2 separate regions of the Sus scrofa genome follow, and region 1 is linked to region 2. Evidence: chromatin contacts called from public promoter capture Hi-C data. All regions are on one chromosome and are shown on one strand. Each heading gives the region's core, a stretch centred on a gene start, on an enhancer-like site or on the middle of the called end of the contact. The rest is flanking DNA. Distances are from core to core; before and after follow the strand shown. Region 1 overlaps LOC100621538 (histone H2A type 3). Region 2 has its middle 19 kb from the start of IBA57.

Region 1 (4,769 bases), core at 1,466-3,965, 410 kb after region 2:
AAAGCAAACGAACAAGCAAAGAAGCAAAAACACACAATACCATGTAAAATCACTCCAAAGAAAACGAAACATATAAATCTAACAAAACATGGACAGGACTTGCTGCTGAAGTACATAATGATGCTGAAAGAAAGAAAAAAGGATCTAAATAAATAGGGGACCATACAGTGTTTGTGCCTTGGAAGACATAATGTAGCAAATATTCTAATTCTCCCCAAATTGATGGATAGGATAGGAGGATGCAGACACAGGTTAAGTAAATGTGAGGCATCTGGTCACTAAATATTTGTGATCATTAAGTATACAAGAGGCATTAAATATCCTTGATCACTACACAAAAGCCTCAAAATTTTCATGATCGTAAATGCATGAGGGACATTAAATATTCAGGATCACTAAGTATGTAGTAGGTACTAAGCATTCAGAACCCCTGAGGCACTCAGTTTTCATAAATCTTAAGCAGTCACTGCTGGGACTCTCAACAGAAGAGCATTTCCCTGTGTGGCTGCACCTGTACACCTTTGCTCAGGGCCCCTGGTGTCACTTGGACAATAAGTGAGGAGGCAAGGTGGCAGGGAACTACAAGACACACACATGTCCATGTGTGCCCAGGACCAGGTGATGCAGCTTTCCTCCTCACTGAAGCCTGTCCCAAGTTTGTCAGCTCACCCCTTCTCTTCTCCCTTACTTCTTGTGGCCTGTTTTAAATCAATTTAATCAATGGTGTAGTTTGAGTCTTCTCATGTGGTCTGTGAGCCTTTCCACAACATAGTAGTGAACTTGGAAGGCAGGTTTGCCCCTAATGTTTCCAGCTGAGAGCTGCAGGACACCACTCAGGCAGGTGACCCAGACAGGATACTTTCCATGGAACAGCTCTGTTTCTTCCCCTCACCAATGGGCACTGGGAATGACTTTCAAGCTGAACTCCTAGAGGGCGGGAGAAACTGTAGCCAACCAAGGACATGTCCAAGAATTCCAAGGACACTTGCACATTTGGAATGGCACAGCCCAGCCAGCACCACAGCTGTGCTGTACACAGGGCTCCTTGAGTCTGATAATGAGTGAACATGAACGCTGTGTGTAAAATCCCCATCACCCTCCTATTTATAACCCCCCCCCCAAATGTCACATGAGTGGTCTGAGAGAACTTTGCAGAGGTGCAGGGCCTCAAAGCCCTTGAAGGTGGTCACTTCTAGCAGGCCCAATAGTGCCTGCTGCTTCTTGCTCTCCAAGTAACAGCCCCAATCTTTCCGTGCACAGCAGGAGTCCCTCTTCCATTTACCTGAACCAGGCTTCCTTACCCGCCCTGGCTCCTCCTACCCTTTGTTTGTCTCTGTCCCTCCAAACCAGGGGTCCCACTGTCCCCAGAGCTGCAACCCAGCCCACCGCATCCCATCCCCACTCCGAAGACCTTCAAGTTTCCGCTCACGTCCTCATGGTCCTGGGCAACATGCCCCAAACCAATGGTGCTCTATTTCCGCCTAGTGTGTAAACCTCTACGGCTCTATCTTCCGTTTACTGGTCATAACCTCCACTAGATGTAAGCTCCATGAAGGCACTTTTCTCCCAAGTGCTCAGAGCTCTACAGGGCACACACAATAGGTACCAAGTGAATATATGATGAATAAAAGGAAAAAGGAAAACCAAAGGAATGCTTCTCCCTCTAGTCAGTGGAAGCAGATGATGAAATTGAACTTCGAAGGCTACACAGCCAGAGTGGGGAGGAAGTGCGCCACGCCACCGCTGGGCGCCGCCCGCTCCCTCACTGGATCCTTTTCCGTAACAGTTCTTGAGCCGGACTCCAGGTTCGGTTGACAGGATATTAACCCTGAAAAGAAAATTAGGGAACCAAGGATGAGGGATACCTCCCGCAGAGACTCTGAAGGCGCAGCCTCTTCAGAGACCGGCCCAGGAGAGAGCTGTTTTTGTTGCAACATAAAAAGGGCCAAGGGCTTAATGTTACTGAGAGCTCAGGTCGCCATTTCCCGCTACCTCCCCAGGATGCCGCGCGTTAGCTCGTGGTCCTTGGGCGTGACTGGGACGCGCTGGGCGGGGTGGTACACACGCGTAGTGACTGCAGAGACCCTCCCATGGTGCCGACCCAGCGAGGCTTGGTCTTTGGGTCCTAGGTGGCGGGACGCTGTGTGCGCTGGGGGGGTAGCGAGTGAGAGGGAGGCTCAGCAGTCCTTGGTGGGTGGTGGGTTCTGAGGAGGATCCTTGGGGACTCAGGGGCGCATGGGCTCAAGAGTGCAGAGTTATGGGATGCAGGACTGTGGGAATACAGGGGGCGCCAGGATAGAGAGGCGCAGAATTGCAGAGATACCGAAGTGAGTAAGTGGGGGATACAGGACCTTGAGGGAATGTGGCTGTTCAGGGGGCGGGAGTATATGAGCAGGAGGAATGCAGGGATGTAGGGGCTAGGGGTTGGGAGGGTACGGAGGAGGGGATTTAGGGGCTCGGGGATGGAGGCGTAAGGGCTACAGGGCCAGAGATGCAGGGGTGCAAGTGTCGGGGTGGGGGCGGGTGTGGAGATAACAGCGGTGTGGACAGCGTAGAGCGCAAGCGAAGGTCGCAGGTTTGGAGGCTCTGGCTCCAGTGGGCTGTGGTCTAGGCTCGCTGCGTAAAACAAAGCCGTTGTTGTTGCTTGGACTTGGGAACGTTTCCTGGTTGTTCAATTCAAAGGCTGTCGGCCTGACCGCATTGGTCACGCATCCGCCTTCTTGGCCTCCCGCTGCGGCCACTGTCTTGAGCCCGGTGAACTCCGCCTTGCTGCTCCTTCCCCGGCTCAGAATCTTGGAAGTTCTCCAGGTTTTGCACACTTGGTGTCATCGATTTCTCACAGGGTAACCCATTCCCTATACATAAATGCTATGGCGTATTCTTCCTGAAAGGGAAGCCTTTTCTCCTCTGTATGATGACGGTTTGGTTGTCACCGTTGTTCCTGTGCGCTCGGGAATGGAACACCCCAAATACCCTACTTAGCAACACCAGCAAAACGTGCTCTCCCCTGGCTCTCTCCAAGTGCATTTATCTCCGCCTCCTCTCTGCCTGGCATCTCCTCGATCTCTCTTCTGCGCTATGTCTCATTTTTGTTCGTTCTTTCCCGCTTAAAGGAATACACACACTTCCACATCTGAACGTTAGAAGCAGACATAGGCTTAAGACCAAATACCCATATATGTCAAAGGCTTGCTTTCTATTTTACTGAAATCTGTAAAAATGCAACACAGAATTATTTACATCTTTAATTGTCCTGTTTGTTATTGTATACGTTAACTTTTCTTTTTTTATAAACACATTCTAATTAACCATTATGACTGTTACATGATTCTCAAATTCTTAAATTTGGCCGAAAGGAGACCCTTCAAAATAAAATGGCTCTTTTCTCCTTTAAGCACAGCCCTGAGATGGTTGAAAGCATTCTTACTTTCTGACAGCAACAAGTTACTTCAGCTCCATCAAGGAATTTTGATTTGTTTTTTGTTTTGTTTTGTTTTGTGTGATGTTGTGACTTATAATACGAAGTTACATAGTTGGTCTTATTCCTGGCACAGAACTCCTAAACGCTTAGAATTTCCTGTGATGAGCACCATAAATGTGTCTTTGGTTACACTAATGAGGTGACTTTTGGAAAGTCCTTGAAGTTGGATGCTGATTACCAGGAGAAAAAAGCAAGTAATTAGAATGTTGGAATTTTTAGTTCCCCTCACCCACCCCCGGGGAGGGGAGAGGTGCTGGAGGTTAACACAATTTCCAATGGCCGAATTAGTCAATCATGCCTAATAATGGAACCTCCATAAAAACGGAAGAGGATGAGTTCAGAGAGCTTCCAGGTTGGTAAGAGTGGCATGCCCAGAGAGCACATGGAAGCTCTGTGACTCTTCCCCATACCTTGTTGCCCTGTGCACCTCTTCCATCTGGCTGTTGCTGAACTATATCCTTTAATAATAAACCAGCAGTCTAATAAGGAAGGTGTTATCACTGAGTTCTGTGAGCCTCTCTTACAAGTTAATCAAACACAAGGTACATTGGAACCTCTGATCTATAGCCAGTCAGTCAAAAGCACAGGTGACATCCTGGACTTGTGACTGGCTTCTGAAGTGAAGGCAGTGATGAAACAAAATTATTTTAGGACAGGAAAAGAAAGATTTAACATAAAAAACCTGCCAGTGTACTACCTTGATATATAACACTTTGGTGTATAACGCTTTGCCTCAAAAATTTATGTAATTGTGCTTTGACCTCTAATGGATGGAGCAGTCCTCAAAGCTTTCTAAGAGACTGTCTGCTGGGTTATAATCCTCAAGTTGGTTCAAATAAAATTTTCTATTTCTTTCTTAGATTTGACTATCGGTTAATTTTTTAAATTAATTGTGGGACTTTTATTAATTTTTTAATTAATTTAGTCTTGTAGGACTGAGCCCTTAACCTGTGGAGTCTGACATTATCTCCAGGTACATGGTGTCAAAATTGAATTAAATCTGTGGGACACTCAGTGTCTACTAAGAACTGGAGAATTGCATGGAAACCTTGACAAACACACATCAGATTTTGGTTTTTGAAGACATGGATTCATCTGGCGTTCCTGCTGTGGTGCAGTGGATTAAAACTCTGACTGCAATAGCTGGGGCCACTGTGGAGGTGGGGATTTGATCCCTGGCCTGGCACAGTGGATTAAAAAATCTGCAGCTGCAACTTGGATTCAAGCCCTGGCCTGGAACTTCCATATGCCCTAGGTGGCGCCATTAAAAAATAAAAATTTTTTTAAA
Region 2 (5,087 bases), core at 677-3,176:
CCCACCCAACTGCTGTGTTTCTTCTCCATGCTTCCTTTCCCAGCCAATGCTGCAGGTAATTTGATTTTCCAAAAGCTCTCATTTAAAAATATATACTTCGTCCTTCCAGGTTTATTTCTCTGTAATTGAGGTCATTCCGTGTATAATATGTCAGTTTCATATCCTATATTCCCCCCCCCCCACATTTCATGAGCACTTACCCCTCTGTCATCACCATGGGTGTTTTTTTGTGGCTTCCAGTAGTTGGATATTGCTTGGTTCACCCTGACAAACATGCAGTATGTTTTCTTTGTTCTTTTTTCTCTTTTCCAGCTATGATAATTAAATTTTTTTTTATTAAAGCGTAGTTGATTTACAGTGTTGTGGGCTATGCTAATGTTTTGATACATACCTTCCAGATAAGTCTTGTGGGATGATTTCCTCTTGACTCTTTGCCTGCATTTCAGGTTTTGTGGTTCACCATGGGCATGGGGCAGGGGTTCTGACTCCCTAGTGGGTGGCACTCAGCCAGTTGTGCTGTATTCTTTACTTGACGCTGCTTCCAGGAGTATTTATAAATGAATTTGAGAAAAATTATCAAATGGAAAAGCTGAGACTGAATGGGATGGAGACCGCATTTTGAGAGGCTGGTACTGAGAGCTTGTGCCTGGAGGCTTGTGGATGCTGACTTCCATTATGTTTAGATATGCTTTCTCCAAAATTTAGTAATGAAAAAAAAATCTAACACAGAAAGTGAGAGTTTTTCCGTAAACACCCCTTGGTCATGCACAGTTTGTGATGAGCTTCTGTGCTTTTTCCTTTGGGATATCAGTTCCCCTTCCCTTCCCCTGCACCCCAGCCTGCCTTCTTTCCCTCCCTCCCTCCTTCCTTCCTCCCTCTCTCCCTCCCTTCTTTCCTTCCTTTCGCCACACCCGAGCCATTTGGAAGTTCCAAGGCTAGGGGTCGAATTGGAGCTGTAGCCACCGGCCTATGCCATAGCACTGCAGGATCCAAGCTGCATCTGTGACCTACGCTGCAGCTCACGTCAACACCGGATCCTTAACCTAATGAGCAAGGCCAGGGAACAAACCCACATCCTCATGGGTTTGTTACCACAGAGCCACAATGGGAACCCCCCACCGCCCCCTTTTTTTTGAACCCGACCTTTCTTAATTTTGGATGCATTTCCAAGTAGGTTGGCAGACCTCCGCTGCACTCATCCCTGATGTTTTCAACAATGTTGTTTTTCTTTCTTTTTTTCCCTTCAGAGGAAAACTAAGCATACAGTGAGATGCACAAATCCTGCTGCTCATAAAACACAGCTGTAGTAGCTCTCTCTTGCCCCTTTCCAGTCAGGCCCTGCACCACAGAACCTGCTCTTAAAGCTTCATGTTAGTGCAGTCACACAGTGCTGCGCTTTCAAGGGAGGCTTTTTTTTTTTTTTTTTTTTTTTTTTTTTTTGTCTTTTTGCCATTTCTTGGGCCGCTCCCGCAGCATATGGAGGTTCCCAGACTAGGGGTCTAATCAGAGCTGTAGCTGCCAGCCTACGCCAGAGCCACAGCAACGCGGGATCCAAGCTGCGTCTGCAACCTACACCACAGCTCACGGCAATGCCGGATCGTCAACCCACTGAGCAAGGGCAGGGATTGAACCCGCAACCTCATGGTTCCTAGTCGGATTCGTTAACCACTGCGCCACGACGGGAACTCTGAGGCTTTGTTTTCAGCACATTTTTGAGCCTCCCTCACAATGTATATGTCTCTGGTATAGTCCTTTTATTGCTGGGTAGTGCTGGTTGAGTGGACAGACCACAGTTAGCTTCTCTATCTCCTATCGAGGGACCCCTAGCATGTTTGCAGTTTGGGCTGTTATGAGGAAAGCAGCAGTGAGCATACAAACAATAGCTGGACCATCTGTAAAAATAGAACTCTGACCTACAACCTTTGGCCAGAGGAAACCAACCCACCATCTCCAGTAGCCAGTTCAGGAAACCATCCTGCTGTAAGTCAGACTTACAGGCTGTCAGCCTGCTATCTCTAGGAACATTCTAGGCAGCCAAACAATAACCTCTATAATTGGCAATCAGCCCCAAACCATAGGACTTGATCAATAACTGGTGCTTCCTTATTAATCCCATTTCCAACTTGGAATCAACCAGAGGAAGCCAAATATGCTCCCTGACCAGTTCCAAAGTACACCCCACTTATAGTCAGCCTCTCCAGTTCCCCAGGCCATGGCCTCTAGGACCCCGGGGACTTCCCTTTTGGTACTGGGAAGCTCTGCCACCCCTGACTACTCCTGACTACCCCTGACTGCCTTGCCTCAGTTATCTCTGAGCAGATAGCCTTTGCCCTTTTTCTTCTCTGGCAGTCTCCATTTCCATACTCAAACAAGCCTTGTGTGAACACAGGCTTTCAGCTCATCAAATCAGTACCTGGGGGTGGGCTTGTGGGGCCACAGTGGAAAGAAGCTTGAGTATAAGGAGCTGCCTGCATTCTCCCACAGTGACTGGTCCATTTTTTACACCTACCGGCAACTAGTCCATGCCAACTTTTGGTACTATTAATCTTTCTAATTTCCATTTGGAGATTGGGTGTTTACATTCCAAATATCTTCCCCCCCCCTTTGGCTTTTGTCTTTTTAGGGCTGTACCCACGGCATATGGAAGTTCCCAGACTAGGGGTCTAATCGGAGCTATTGTCACCGGCCTACGCCAGAGTCACAGCAACGTCAGATCCAAGCCTCGTCTGTGACCTGTACTACAGCTCATGGCAATGCCAGATCCTTAACCCACTGAGCGAGGACAAGGATCAAACCCTCAACCTCATGGTTCCTATGTGGATTCTTTTCCGCTGTGGGAACTCCTGTATTTCAAATATCTTGAGCAGATGCCTGGCTGTGCTGACGGGGAGCAGAAGGAGTATTCCACTCCTCAACCACCACTCTGCACCCACTCTCTGTGATCTGGGCACCAACTCAGTATCCTTGTCTTCAACCTCTTTGCAAATCATACTGATTTTGTTTGGTCACATTAGTGTTTGTGGGAAAAATGAATTATTTCTGAATAAATTTTATGCCACAGATCTCTCAAAATTAGAAGTTTATCAGGGAAGTATTGGTAGCAGGGACACTGTTGATGAAAAATCTGGAGACTTCTGAGTTCTAGTATACATTTCATTCACTCATTCATTTCACCATTTATCCACTCACTCAACCAATTATTGAGTGCCCACCGACCTTGAAAGTAAAATACAAAGTATACTGGATTACCATAGTTCTACGGTGAAGAATGAAGCAGAGAATGGAACAGGGTGTGTGTGGAGATGGGGTGAATTGGGGGATGGGCTGTCTGTGGTGGATACCAGGTAGTTGTGTGGGGGGATGGGGCGTGTGCAGAAGTGGGGTGTATTGTGGGGACTGGGCTTGTGTGAGATTGGGGCACGTGTGGCGACTAGGTGCATGTGGGGGATAGAGCAAGGTCAGGATAATTGGAGGGATGGGGCACATGTAAGGTAAGGGTACATGCAGAGACTGGGCACACTGGGGAACAGGACAGGGTAGGGTGCATGGGGAGGATGGAGAACATTAGGCGGACTGGGCGCATGAGGGGCAGAGGTCAGGCGAGTATATGTGAGGAGTGTGTCTAGACAGGACACAGTGAGTAAAGAACTTGAGCAAAGAACATCAGAATATCCTTCAAACAAGAGAGGCTAGTGTGGCTTGGGGCAGGGTTGGGAGAGGCCACATTGGGCAGAGCCTATGAGGGGGGGCCTGGCACTGTCCTGGAGCAGAGTGGGAGTTGAGGGTGAGTCCCTGCCTGGGAGTGAGGGGTGAGGGGGTGCCAATAGAGTAGATAGAACTGGGTTTATCTTAAAGTACATGGGGCTTGGAATTGGGGGGCACTGCAGCAGCTTTCCTCATGGGGGCAGGGGACAGTTGATTGTTCAGCAGGAGTGTGTGTGGGGGTGGCCTGGAGGTCCTGAGCACAGAGGAGGTGCCCCTGAGAGGCTGCAGACCAATGCAGAGGAGCACTGGGGGACAGGGCTGCTTGCAGACACCTGGTCCAGGGCTTGAATTTGTGCAGCCTCTCCTCACTTGCCTGTGATACCCCATCACCTTATGCTGGGCTGCTTTGCTTAATGGGCATTTTCACCAAGATCATTGCAGTTGTACAATACAGAGAGGTACCAGTACCCTTTACCCTGTTCCTCCCCATGGTATCCTTTAGCGAAAATGTGCTACAGTATCACACCAGATGATTCTGATATCATCTACTGGCCTTATTCAGACCTTACCATTTTCTCTGTGCTCATTTGTGTACATGTGTTGAGTTCTGTGCAGGTTTTTTTCTTTTCTTTTTTTATGGCTGTGTGTGTGGCATATGGAATTTACCAGGCTAGGGGTTGAAATTAGAGCTGCAGCTGCCAGGCTATACCGCAGCCACAGCCACAGCCAGATCTGAGCCTCATCTGTGACTTACACTGCAGTTCGTGGCATTGGTGGATCCTTAATCCACTGAGTGAGGGCAGGGATTGAACCAGTATCTTCATGGATACTAACTGGATTTTTAACCTGCTGAGCCACTATGGGAACTCCAAAGATTTCATTGTTTTTTTTTTTTTTTTCTTTTTAGGGCCACACCTGCGGCATAAGTTCCCAGGCTAGAGGTCGAATCAGAGCTGCAGGTGCCAGCCTACACCACAGCCACAGCAGCATGGGTTCTGAACCGCATCTGCAGCCTATGCCACAGCTTGTGGCAATGCTCGATCCTTAACCTACTTAGTGAGGCCAGGGATCGAACCTGTATCCTCATGGATTCTATTTGGGTTGTTAACCTGCTGAGCCAAAAGGGGAACTCCGAGTTCTGTAATTTTATCATTTGGGGAGATTATTGTGTCTCTGCTAGTGTCAACAGAACATCTCCATTCCACAGGATCCTATTGGCCTTTTATAGCCACACCCATGTTGGCCTATCTCTATCCCCTGGCCACCACCAAGCTGTCTTACATTTCTAAAATTCTGTAATTTTACAAATGTTACATAAATGAAATCACAGTAACCTCCATATGTTGGCTTTTGCCACTCAGCTTAATGCCTGGAGATATGTC

The links. Promoter capture Hi-C pulls out the DNA fragments that hold promoters and counts their contacts.
Region 1: a contact with region 2 is called in a promoter capture Hi-C map of fetal liver, with 2.8 times the contacts expected there. The contact joins two enhancer-like sites. A contact is called at or near these places in 2 of 5 promoter capture datasets (fetal liver and liver) and 1 of 2 datasets of contacts at active chromatin or transcription factors (alveolar macrophages).

Annotation. Positions count from the first base shown.
Region 1 is chr2:51,700,081-51,704,849 of Sscrofa11.1, forward strand. It overlaps LOC100621538 (histone H2A type 3), which reads left to right. Exons shown (of 2, transcript XR_002341581.1): 2 at 4,407-4,744. Among named protein-coding and RNA genes, the nearest start is that of RNF187, 10 kb to the left of the region's middle. Within about 2 kb of position 2,716, at least 58 of the 83 cell types and tissues checked have an H3K27ac peak or open chromatin away from gene starts, as enhancers often do. A contact at or near this core is called in fetal liver, where this site is marked.
Region 2 is chr2:51,293,210-51,298,296 of Sscrofa11.1, forward strand. No RefSeq gene overlaps it. Among named protein-coding and RNA genes, the nearest start is that of IBA57, 19 kb to the left of the region's middle. Within about 2 kb of position 1,927, at least 2 of the 83 cell types and tissues checked have an H3K27ac peak or open chromatin away from gene starts, as enhancers often do. A contact at or near this core is called in fetal liver, where this site is marked.